Linked DNA regions of Sus scrofa: region 1 is linked to region 2. A link is a contact called in public HiChIP or PLAC-seq data. All regions are on one chromosome and are shown on one strand. The core of a region is the stretch at or near the end of the contact, and the rest is flanking DNA. Distances in the headings are between cores, read along the strand shown. Region 1 has its middle 440 kb from the start of RUNX1. Region 2 overlaps RUNX1 (runt related transcription factor 1).

The links. HiChIP or PLAC-seq counts read pairs in DNA pulled down with a chosen protein or histone mark.
Region 1: a contact with region 2 is called in an H3K27ac HiChIP or PLAC-seq map of alveolar macrophages. The contact joins two enhancer-like sites. A contact is called at or near these places in 2 of 2 datasets of contacts at active chromatin or transcription factors (alveolar macrophages and skeletal muscle).

What each region holds. Positions count from the first base shown.
Region 1 is chr13:199,072,748-199,077,915 of Sscrofa11.1, reverse strand. No RefSeq gene overlaps it. Among named protein-coding and RNA genes, the nearest start is that of RUNX1, 440 kb to the right of the region's middle. Within about 2 kb of position 2,660, at least 20 of the 83 cell types and tissues checked have an H3K27ac peak or open chromatin away from gene starts, as enhancers often do. A contact at or near this core is called in alveolar macrophages and skeletal muscle, where this site is marked.
Region 2 is chr13:198,616,082-198,621,030 of Sscrofa11.1, reverse strand. The region is part of intron 1 of RUNX1 (runt related transcription factor 1); the gene reads left to right. Among named protein-coding and RNA genes, the nearest start is that of RUNX1, 17 kb to the left of the region's middle. Within about 2 kb of position 1,465, at least 24 of the 83 cell types and tissues checked have an H3K27ac peak or open chromatin away from gene starts, as enhancers often do. A contact at or near this core is called in alveolar macrophages and skeletal muscle, where this site is marked.

The sequences.
Region 1 (5,168 bases), core at 1,411-3,910, 460 kb before region 2:
AGTTCTTAAGCACTAATGTGGACAAACAAGAGGTAATAATGAATGAAACAATTGCTGGGACCCGTGTGTCTTCAAGTTACCCTCTCCCTCCCACTAACCAATCTATATACATAAGAGTTACCCTCCCCCAAACACTTCACACACTTTTCCCCCCATCCCTAGAGACCCAGTGACAAGCCACAGGACGTCTATTAGCATGCATTAAAATAAAAAGCATCACTTGGAATCTCTACTTTGGTTGGGGCCAGTCCAGCATCTTTGGGAAGCCAGAATCTGCCAAGTTTATCTCTCTCTCTTGGAATTCAGACATTTAATCAATGACACTGGCTTTGCCAAGGTTGTAAAAAGAAAACAACTCTCAAAGTGCTAACCTTTATTTTGGTCTGGAAAGAGATTCACATGCTTCAGCTGGTGACCAAGATGTAAAGAACCAGGCTCTAATAGCATAAAAAATAATTGTATGAGGGGGCAGGAATAGGTTGCAAGCATGAGTGGCACAGCTAACTTTAAGTTCCTGGTTATTTTCAAAGCCTGATTTTCTCTAAAACCTCCAGTTTCATATTTATTTACTAAGAGCAGTGGGGTTTTCTATACTTTGTACCTACACTAATGTTTATATATATGCACAAAAACTTTTCTACAGGGCAGCTTTACTGTCTTGCATTCCAGCATTTACATGTTTATCATAAAATTCATAGCACAGACACACAAGATGTCCCCAAGAAATGACAAAAGCATCACAGCGTCTTATATTTCAAAGCTCTCTGTCATCACAGCTTACTCTTGGTGGACAGGGATGGCAAATTGCCTGTGTGTCATGCTCAGCATGCAGGAGTACATGTACAAGGGGACTTTACTCGTGGGACATGGAATCCATTCGTCTTAATAGACTCACTGGACATTTTATCATCTTTAAATCTGTGGGATGGGCTATTCCTTTTGCGAGAAGATGACACAGCTTTAGGAAAACAGAGAAAGGAAAATGTAAAGCTTAGAAACATGTGTTGTGCCAGCCCAAGAACGGGTTTTGCAGCCCTGCTAGATGCAGACAAGTCCCTGGTGAGCCAGATCCAATGTCTGAAGCCTTGAGTAGGACTGCGGGATGAAAGCCTGTACCGTGTACTCCACCTATGGGTCTTGTGGGTCCCTCAGCCCTGGGTTTCCAACCCTCAGAGTCAGGAGGATGGCTAGACAAAGTAATGGCACTTCTCTCTCCCACTGACTGAGATTAAATGAAAGCAAGAGATTATGAAGCAATATTTGTGATTTTCTTTGTAATGAAATTCAGAGCATTTCTAAAGGTTCTATACTTCAGTATTTGCTCTGGGCAAAAAGAATAACCAAAAATAATAATGATACTACTACTACTAATTTGGAAGACGTCTTGGCGAGAATCTTGGCACGGCTGTGTGTGTGGCTGCTGGGTTTGCTGCAAAGATTCTATCGGAAACCTGCAGACAGTGGTTTGCCCCCAAAGAAGCCTTGTTGTGACTTACACAAAGAGCGGAGGCTTATTTTTCAATTCAGGGGAATTTTTCCAGGTTAAAAAAAAAAAAAAGAAGGTAAGCATATTTTAACTCTGCCTGATACAAAGGATAGGCTTCTTTTGACATTTATAACCTAAAAAAAAACAAACACAATTTTCAATTTATCATAAACTTAAAGGGAAATATTAGGCCATCTCTTTTGTAAGAGGCAACAAACAAAACAAAACAAAAACAAACAAAAAACAACCAACCAAACCTGAAAGGCCCAGTCAGAGTTTTGTCTCTTAATTTACATGCATTTTCTTCAGCAGAAACCACCTACAGATCCTAACCCAGGTACAAGGTTTCTAGAGCCAACATACCCTGCAGAGAGGTACTGGTCTTGAGTTAACATCTTAAATGGGCAGTGTCACCCATCTGCCTTGGAAGAAGCTTTCCTGATACATGAAACCACATTTTTGTATCAGTTCCCATGAAGACACGCAAACGACTGGAAGCTACATCCCATTTGCTGCAGAGGTTTTGCAATATCTCCTCCGTGGAGGGACTCTGTGGATTCGTGGGAGGGAAATAAAAGGAATGGAAGAAGTGTGGGAAGTTTGTGTTGGGAGAGGCTTGTCTAGCCCGGTAGTGATTAAAATATTATAAATTGTGTTTTGTCTGAGTGGCTCACATGGTTTTCGATGTTATTCCAGTTTAAGGTTGGTTGCTGATGGTGGACGTGGGAGGCAGAGAAGTCAGTGAAGTTCCTAAGATTACAAGGCAAGTGGCCCCCAATCTGGGTGCAGCTTGCCCTCCTTACTCATGAAATGTGCTTTTCCAGGTTGAGCCCAAGACTGTTCAGTGAAGAAGTTTCAGGAGTGGCTGCTTTGGGTGAATGTCAGGGTTTTGGCACTGACTGTGATGCTTTGGCATTGACTCTCTGCTGTGATCATTAACAGTCATGGGTTCAGTCTCTCCTGTTCTATGTGTGTTAACAAGATACAGAGGAAAAATTCACCTTGCTTGTGTTCAGGTTGTGTCCAAAAGGGCTGCAACAGGTCATGTAAACCTCTGGCCCGGGAGGAGTGGAATTTATCAAGAGGTGTTTCTGCAACTCAGAAGCTCTGTGCTTGTGACTGCCCAGCAGGCTGGCAGATGCTGCTGTTTGTCTGTGATGATGAGACCAGCAGCATGTGGTCTGTAATGCAGAGAAAACAGGAAATCCTCCTTCTTACCAAGCAGGCTGTGCAAAAGGGTCTTGCTCTCCTAAGCAATTTCTTTCTTTCTTTCCTTCTCAATCTGCTGCCCCTCCTTCCTCCCCAAGGCTTTAGTTTTGTGACTATAATAAGACCAGTATGGTTTAGATTAACTCTCAAACATTACTGTTCCAAAAAAAGAAGGTAAAATGATAATGGCAATCAAGAAAACATTTTGCAGTCTGGTAGTTTCTTGCAAAGTGAAACAGAGTCTTACCATGTGATCTGGCAATGGTGTTCCTTGGTGTTTACCCAAATGAGCTGAGAAACCTATGTTCACACAGATATTTATAGCAGCTCTATTCATAGTTACCAAAACTTGAAAGCATGTCCTTCAGCAAGTGAATGAATAGAGTGCTATATCCATACAATGGAATAGTATTCAGCAATAAAAATAAATGAAATATAAGCCACAAAAAGACACGGAGGAACCCTACATATGTATTGCTAAGTGAAAGAAACCCCTCTGAAAAGGCTAATACTATATGATTCCAACTCAATGACATTCTTGAGAAGGCAAACTGTTGAAAAAAAGACAAGCAAAATATCAGTGGTTGCCAGAGGTTGAGGGGAGGGAGGGAAGGGTGAGTGAATGGAGCACAAGGGGTTTTTAAGGCAGTGAAACTAATTCTGTATGATACTGTCACGGTGGGCATATAACACCAGACAACTGTCAAAACCCATAAAATATACAGCCCAAAGAATCAACACAAGTGTAACCTATGGACTTTCGTTAATAATAATGTAATATTTTTAGTTGTAACAAACATACCACACACTAATACAAGACGTGAATAAGAGGGGAATATCGTGGTGTGGGAAGGAGTCCATGGGAACGATCTGTACTTTTTGCTCAATTTTTTTGTGAACCTGAAACTGCTCTAAAAGTAGCTATTAATTTAAAAAGAACATTTTGAGAGGTGAAAGGTGGTCAATACAAATAGTCTTTTGCCAGGTGGAATGTGAGCAAGGGGCTCTGGGCCAGGAAGGCTTCTTGGAGGAGGTGCCATTTAAGCTGAGACCTGTACTCGTGGGATGGCAGGGTGTGTGAGGCAAGATCATGAAATCACGAGGCTGGAGCTTAGAGCGAGTGAAGGTGAGAGACTCTACGTGGATCTGGGACAGTAAGTTGGATGTTGAGCATATGGGAGCCTAGAGGACATGGGAAAATTTTCGGTTTTATCCTGAGTTGTAAGCAGGGAGGGCAGCACATTCCCAGACTGTGAGGACCATGTTGCGAGTGGCAGAGGACCTCAGATCTGAACTGGAAGTGGATGAATTCAAGGAGTCCAGGAATTTGAGGAAAACAATATTCCAGTTTGGGGGAAACAGCAGGATTCAGTCCCTGAAAGAATATGGATTTGGGGGGAACTCAGGCTGAGAGGTTTTATCAGAGTCATCTTGTGCTCAGGTGATCCTTATTGCACCTAAGATGCAAAATATGGCTGGATCATTGGTTTTGAATAACTTTTCTATTTTCTTTCTTTTTCTTTTTTTCTGCTTTTTAGGGCCACACCCACGGCCTATGGAGGGTCCCAGGCTAGGAGTCGAATTGGAACTACAAATGCCAGCCTACACCACAGCCACAGCAAGGCAGGATCCGAGCCACATCTGTGACCTAAACCACAGCTCATGGCAATGCTGGATCACTGACCGAGGCCAGGGATCGAACCCATAACCTCATGGATACTAATCCAATTCTTTTCCACTGCACCACAATTGGAACTCCTGAATAGCTTTTCTGATTGCTTTCTAATTTCCATATTTGAGTAGAAATTCTTTATCTATAGTAACAGTTGACCCCCACAGGGTGTAAATCAGAAGTCTAGAAAGAAACCTTATATTTAGGCGTTCCCATTGTGTCGCTGTAGGTTAAGGATCTGACGTCTTGTGAGCATACAGGTTCAAACCTTGGCTTTGATCAGTGAGTTAAGAATCCAATATTGTCACCAGCTATGGAATAGCATATGTCACAAGTGCAGCTGGGATCCAGTATTGCCATGGCTGTGGCACAGGCTGCAGGCGTAGCTCTGATTCTACCTCTGGCTCCAGGAACTTCCATATGCTGCAGGTGTGGCACTAAAAAGACAAACGAAGGAAGGGAGGAAGAAAGAAACCTGATGTCTACTTGTAGACACCAATTGCTTTAAAAAATTTTGGGAGTTTCTGTCGTGGCTCAGCAGAAACGAATCCAGCTAGGAGCCATGGGGTTGCAGGTTTAATCCCTGGCCTTGCTCAGTGGGTTAAGGATCTGGCATTGCCATGAGCTGTGGTGTAGGTCACAGAGGTGGCTCGGATCTGGCATTGCTGTGGCTACAGCTCTAATTAGACCCCTAGCCTGGGAACCTCCATATGCCATGGGTGCGGCCCTAAAAGGACGAAAGATGAAAAAAAAATTATTGCCCAAAATCTTTGCAAAAAGAAGGGCAATTAATGATGGGTT
Region 2 (4,949 bases), core at 216-2,715:
GTCCATTTCTTGGACTGCAATGCATCCTCTGGAGGCTTCCGGTGGCTTTAGGTCCCCACTGTTGGTATTGATGCCTCCCCGGCTCACTAATTTCATGCTCATAGCCCCTACCCATCAGAGCTGCCCCCAAGGGAGACATTCTGGTGGTTCCAGGATTGTCTACAAAAGATGTTCTCCAAGCCAGCAGAGCTCAAACTGAAATGAACATCAAAATCACCTGTTCCCAAGATGATGATGAGATGCTGGCTGGGAGGTGGGAGTTTGGGGAGACCATGCCTAAGTCTTTCTTTCCAGCCAACTCATCAAATTTGTCCATCTGAGATAAGACTGGTTTGATTCAGCAATGTGCTTCCTTAAGAAACCTTAAAGAAGTGCTCACTCTTGGGGTCATATAAGGCTGACCCTGAACTTGCATAACTTGGAGAGACAGCACCAACTTAAATTCTATGTCCTGGGTGCCTCTCTTGCCCCATCCCAGTCCATGTCCTGGGATCCAAGTACAGAAAACCCAGAGAAGGACCCACCCCCAAATTAGGGACCTCATACCCAAGTCCATCCTTTAGGAAGCCAGCAAGCTCCTGGGAGCCAGCCTGTCAGCACCTCGACCCTGGCCAGGGTTTTCAGTGGAGCTCCCAGCAAACCCTCACATCCAGGTACTCCTGTGGCTGGGATAAAAATTCTACCCAGAAGCAGCTGATTCAGCTGTGACAACAAAAGTGGCCACATACCCCCCACACACACACAACCCCCTCTCCCCACTGTAACCTGGACCCTCCCACACCACAGGTCCCAGTTGCGAAGCCAGAGACCCACTCACTGGTGGACCTTTGAGGATAATTCTCTCGATCCTTCTGCAGAAACATCTGTAATTTCGAAAGTCCCCGTCACCAGCCTTCTGACATCATTATAAATCCTTTTCTCAAGTAGGTGGGTTTGAGGTTTTCTTTTTTTCCTCTTTAACCTTATTTGTATAAAAGGCATTTTTCATCTGATTAGTCTACAGTGAGTTACCACAGAGGCGCAGAAAGTTCCTTCCCTTTCTCCCTGGGCTCCACGTGGCAAAGGACGCAGTAATTAATTACATTTCCCCCCCTGGAAGCCAGCTCCCAGCCAGGGAGAGTCCCCTGTTTGCCTAGAAGCAGGGAGCCCCGCCAGCCTCTAATTGTTGTTATGCAAACATCTTAATGGGAACAAATTAAAAGGCGCTCGTGCTAATTATTCTTCGCAATAAAAAGTAATAATAAACTAATAAAGCTCCTTTGGAAAGGGGATTCTGTGTTAGCTCAAAAGACTTGCTTTCCTTGTGTGCATCTGACAGGGAAATAAAAACTCTGTAGTGTAAACTGAAGATGATAGCTGGGGAAACTCTTATGACTCAGAAAATGCCCTTCTTATGCTTAGTGAGTGCCGTCTGCATACACCCAGGGCCTGGCCACCCTAGCCCCACTTCTGCAGGCTCTATCTCTCCAATCTCTCTCTTCCTTCTACAGTGCCCCCACCCCGGGCTTCCTTCTCCTCCCTGGACCCCAGCTCCACTTGAACTTTACTCAGGCTTTATTTGGTTCTTTCTGGGGAGGCCTGGCCCCAGGCCCATGCTGACACGCCCACAGTGGGCTTCCCCTGAGGCCAGGGCTTTTTGCCATTTTGTGCTCTGATTTCACCCCCACCGGGTCAGTGTAGAATCCAACTGGTCATTTCCACAGAAGCAGCTGGAGTTTCAAAACAGCCTCCTCTCTCAGCTGCTTTTCTATAAAGACCGCAGAGCCTGAAGGAGTCGAAATCAGACAGGGACTTTGACCCCTGTGGCCTCACATGAGCCTGGAAAACTCCTGTGGCCTAGGCCCTGTGATGGGTTCTGGAAACATCCAGGGCAAGTGACAGGGAGCGCACAGTGGGGGCACAGTGCCTCTGTCCCAGGCTCGTAGAAGGAAAGGTCTGGTCTTCGTGTCAGTTCGGTAATTAAAGTTATGTTGACGTTTGTAAATACTGAAAACATCTAACGTTCTCCCAGAGGCATGTCCCTGCCATCATTTCTTTTCATCAAAAGCTTTGTGAGAAAAGTACACCCCGGAAGCCTCATTTAATTAAAATTTTAAAAGGAGCATGAAGCAAAGATGAGTTAAGAAGGCCACCAGGGGAGTTCCCCCTTGTGGCTCAGCAGTAACGAACCTGACTAGTGTCCAGGACATGGGTTCGACCCCTGGCCTTGCTCAGTGGGTTAAGGATCTGATGTTGCCTTGAGCTGCATCGGCATAGGTCACAGATGCGGCTCAGATCTGGCATTGCTGTGGCTGTGGTGTAGGCCAGCAGCTGCAGCTCCAATTTGACCCCTAGCCTGGGAACATCCATATGCTGCAGGTGCAGCCCTTGAAAGAAAGAAAGAAAGAAAGAAAGAAAGAAAGAAAGAAAGAAAGAAAGAAAGAAAGAAAGAAAGAAAGAAAGCAAGCCAGCCTGCCTCTGGACCACACAGCTTGTACAGCAGAGCCCAGGGGGAGCGGATGCTCTCTGCCTTACCCACTCGCCTCCTGTGACCAGGGCAGAGCCCCTGCGCAAAGGCCAGCTCTGCTCCTGCAGAGTCACCTTGGGGAGAAGACCTCCCCTCTCTGGCATCCCTTTCGCATCTGTGCAGTGTGACTGTGATGACACCACCTTGCGTACTAGCCTGAGGGGGGCCTGGCACAGAACCCTCAGGTGGCTTCTACCCATCATAGAACCTTTCCTTTCTATTTGGCTTGCCTTTTTCCCTTAGACTCCATTCTGCTTGATTTTCCCATTTCCTGTTTACACAGTATGGTAAACCAAATCCAAAATGTGAACCCCAATCCCATCCTTCCTGTGGTCGAGCATGAGCATCTAATGCACCCTTGAGGACTGGCTCATCTTGCTGCTGGTAGTAAATGGCTGATGAGTGGGTGAGGTGTGGGGTGGATGGAAGGAGCCTAGGGCTGACTCCGGGTCCCTACTTGGGCCATGTGTGCCTTGGCACCACGAGCTTCTACTCCCAGTAAAACTAAGAGGCAGAGCCTGAGATCTCAGTTCTGAGAAACGCAGGTGGAGCTCCCGTTGTGCTTAGAGGAAATGAACCCAACACATATCCATGAGGACACAGGTTCAATCCCTGGCCCTGCTCAGTGAGTTAAGGATCCAGCCTTTCCACGAGCTGTGGTGTAGGTCATAGATGGGGCTTGGATCTGGCATTGCTGTGGCTGTGACATAGACAGGCAGCTGCAGCTCTGATTCTGCCCCTCACTCATGCTTTGTTGAGGGGGCCTGTGCGTGGCAGGAGGTATAGCCGTGTCCCCATCCCCACCCACTAGATGCCAGTGGCGCTATCGCTTCAAGACATGACAACGGAAACTGTCTGTAGGCAAGACCCAATGTCCCCGAGGGCTACAGTCACCCTGTTTGAGAAGCACTGCTCCAGAGAAACCTTAGGAACCAGTGCCCTATGATCGCTTCCACCTCCTCATGGGCCAGGAAATAAAAAAGATGTGGCGACTGGACCCCTCCCCAACATATTTGTACCCCTATGCCTAGTTGGACTCTTGCTCCAGCCTCCTTGTGCTGGTTCAAGCTGTCTATAGGAACTAACAGGCTAACAGCAGGGACCTTGAAAGCAGGGTGGTCAGTCACATTCCCCATAATTAAAAGCAGAAGGTCAAAGCCTCCATGATTCCAGTCTGCTGAGGACAAACAAGAAAGAATTGATGCATTGGGAGTCCTTTCTAGAGGAAGCCAGGCCTGTTAACTTGATCTTTGTTTTTCTACTGAAAAACTAGGGCAAGGGAAAGAAAAGTAGGTACTCTGAGAATAAGGCCTCCAAGTTGCTTGGGTTAATGTACACCATGGTTAAATTCAGAAGGCAGAAGGCAGCCCATAGGAAGTGATGAGAAACCACTGCTGGAATGTCAAGTTTTATTGAACAGGCACTATCATGAAGCATTTTCCATGGGTTGGGCTCTGCTTTAAGTGCGTTGTGAATAGCAACTCACATCATCCCTGTCACCTATATGGTGAGGACAATCAACTTCCTCATTTTACCCATGGATGGCTAGGGCCCAGAGTGGCCAAGAAATTTAGCCAAGATCACACAGCTGGGAAGTGGTAGGGCTGAATTCCACTCTAGTCTGGCTTTGGATCTTGAGCATTTAACTCCTAAAAGGTGCATATTCCCAAGAGATGATCTTCTAGAGAGGGTGTAACTGGAACACTTGTGTCCTTTGGAATAAATTCATAATGAGTGAGCTGAGTCTCTAATTACAGACATCATGGGAAGCAGAACTATGATTTGATGATGAAAGAGCCCTTAACTCCTTTAAAACTGCATTTGAAGTGCATGATACTGTCATTCTGAATTTTTCCTGTGCCTAATTTTGAATAACTCATTTTCCTTCCCTTTTCATAAAGGGATTGCCAGCCTGTCTTTGTTGAAGGCTCTTAAAATCTAGAAAAGAGATAGTCAAAACAAACAAACAAATAGCTAATCATAAGTCCAAGAACCTACGGATCATTGAAGATTTAGTCAAAAGTTTCAAAAATCCCAAAGCACATTCAGTTCCGTTTTTCTACACGCTATTTGCTAATCTTTTATGAGAGGATACTTCTTCATGCTCCTTTCCAAAATTTCCATCACCCCCATTATTTCTGGTAGCAGGGTTGTGAGAACCACCCCACAGGGCTGTTGATCGGTGGAGAGACATCACTGTGCTCGTGACTTGTTCAGGGACAAGTATGTGCATGGGATGCTGGGGGCGCTGGGGGAACAAGGGCAAGCCTCCCTCCATCCCCACCACAGACATGCATGAGCAGGATCTCTGCTCTTGGAAGCAGCAGGGTTACCAGAGTGGTGCTCTGATGACCAAATCTTCTAGGATACCCACTGGGCGCTCATGCAAAAGGCCATGTTCTAGCTCTGGCTCTTATTTATTCAGTTCATAGATTTACTGTAG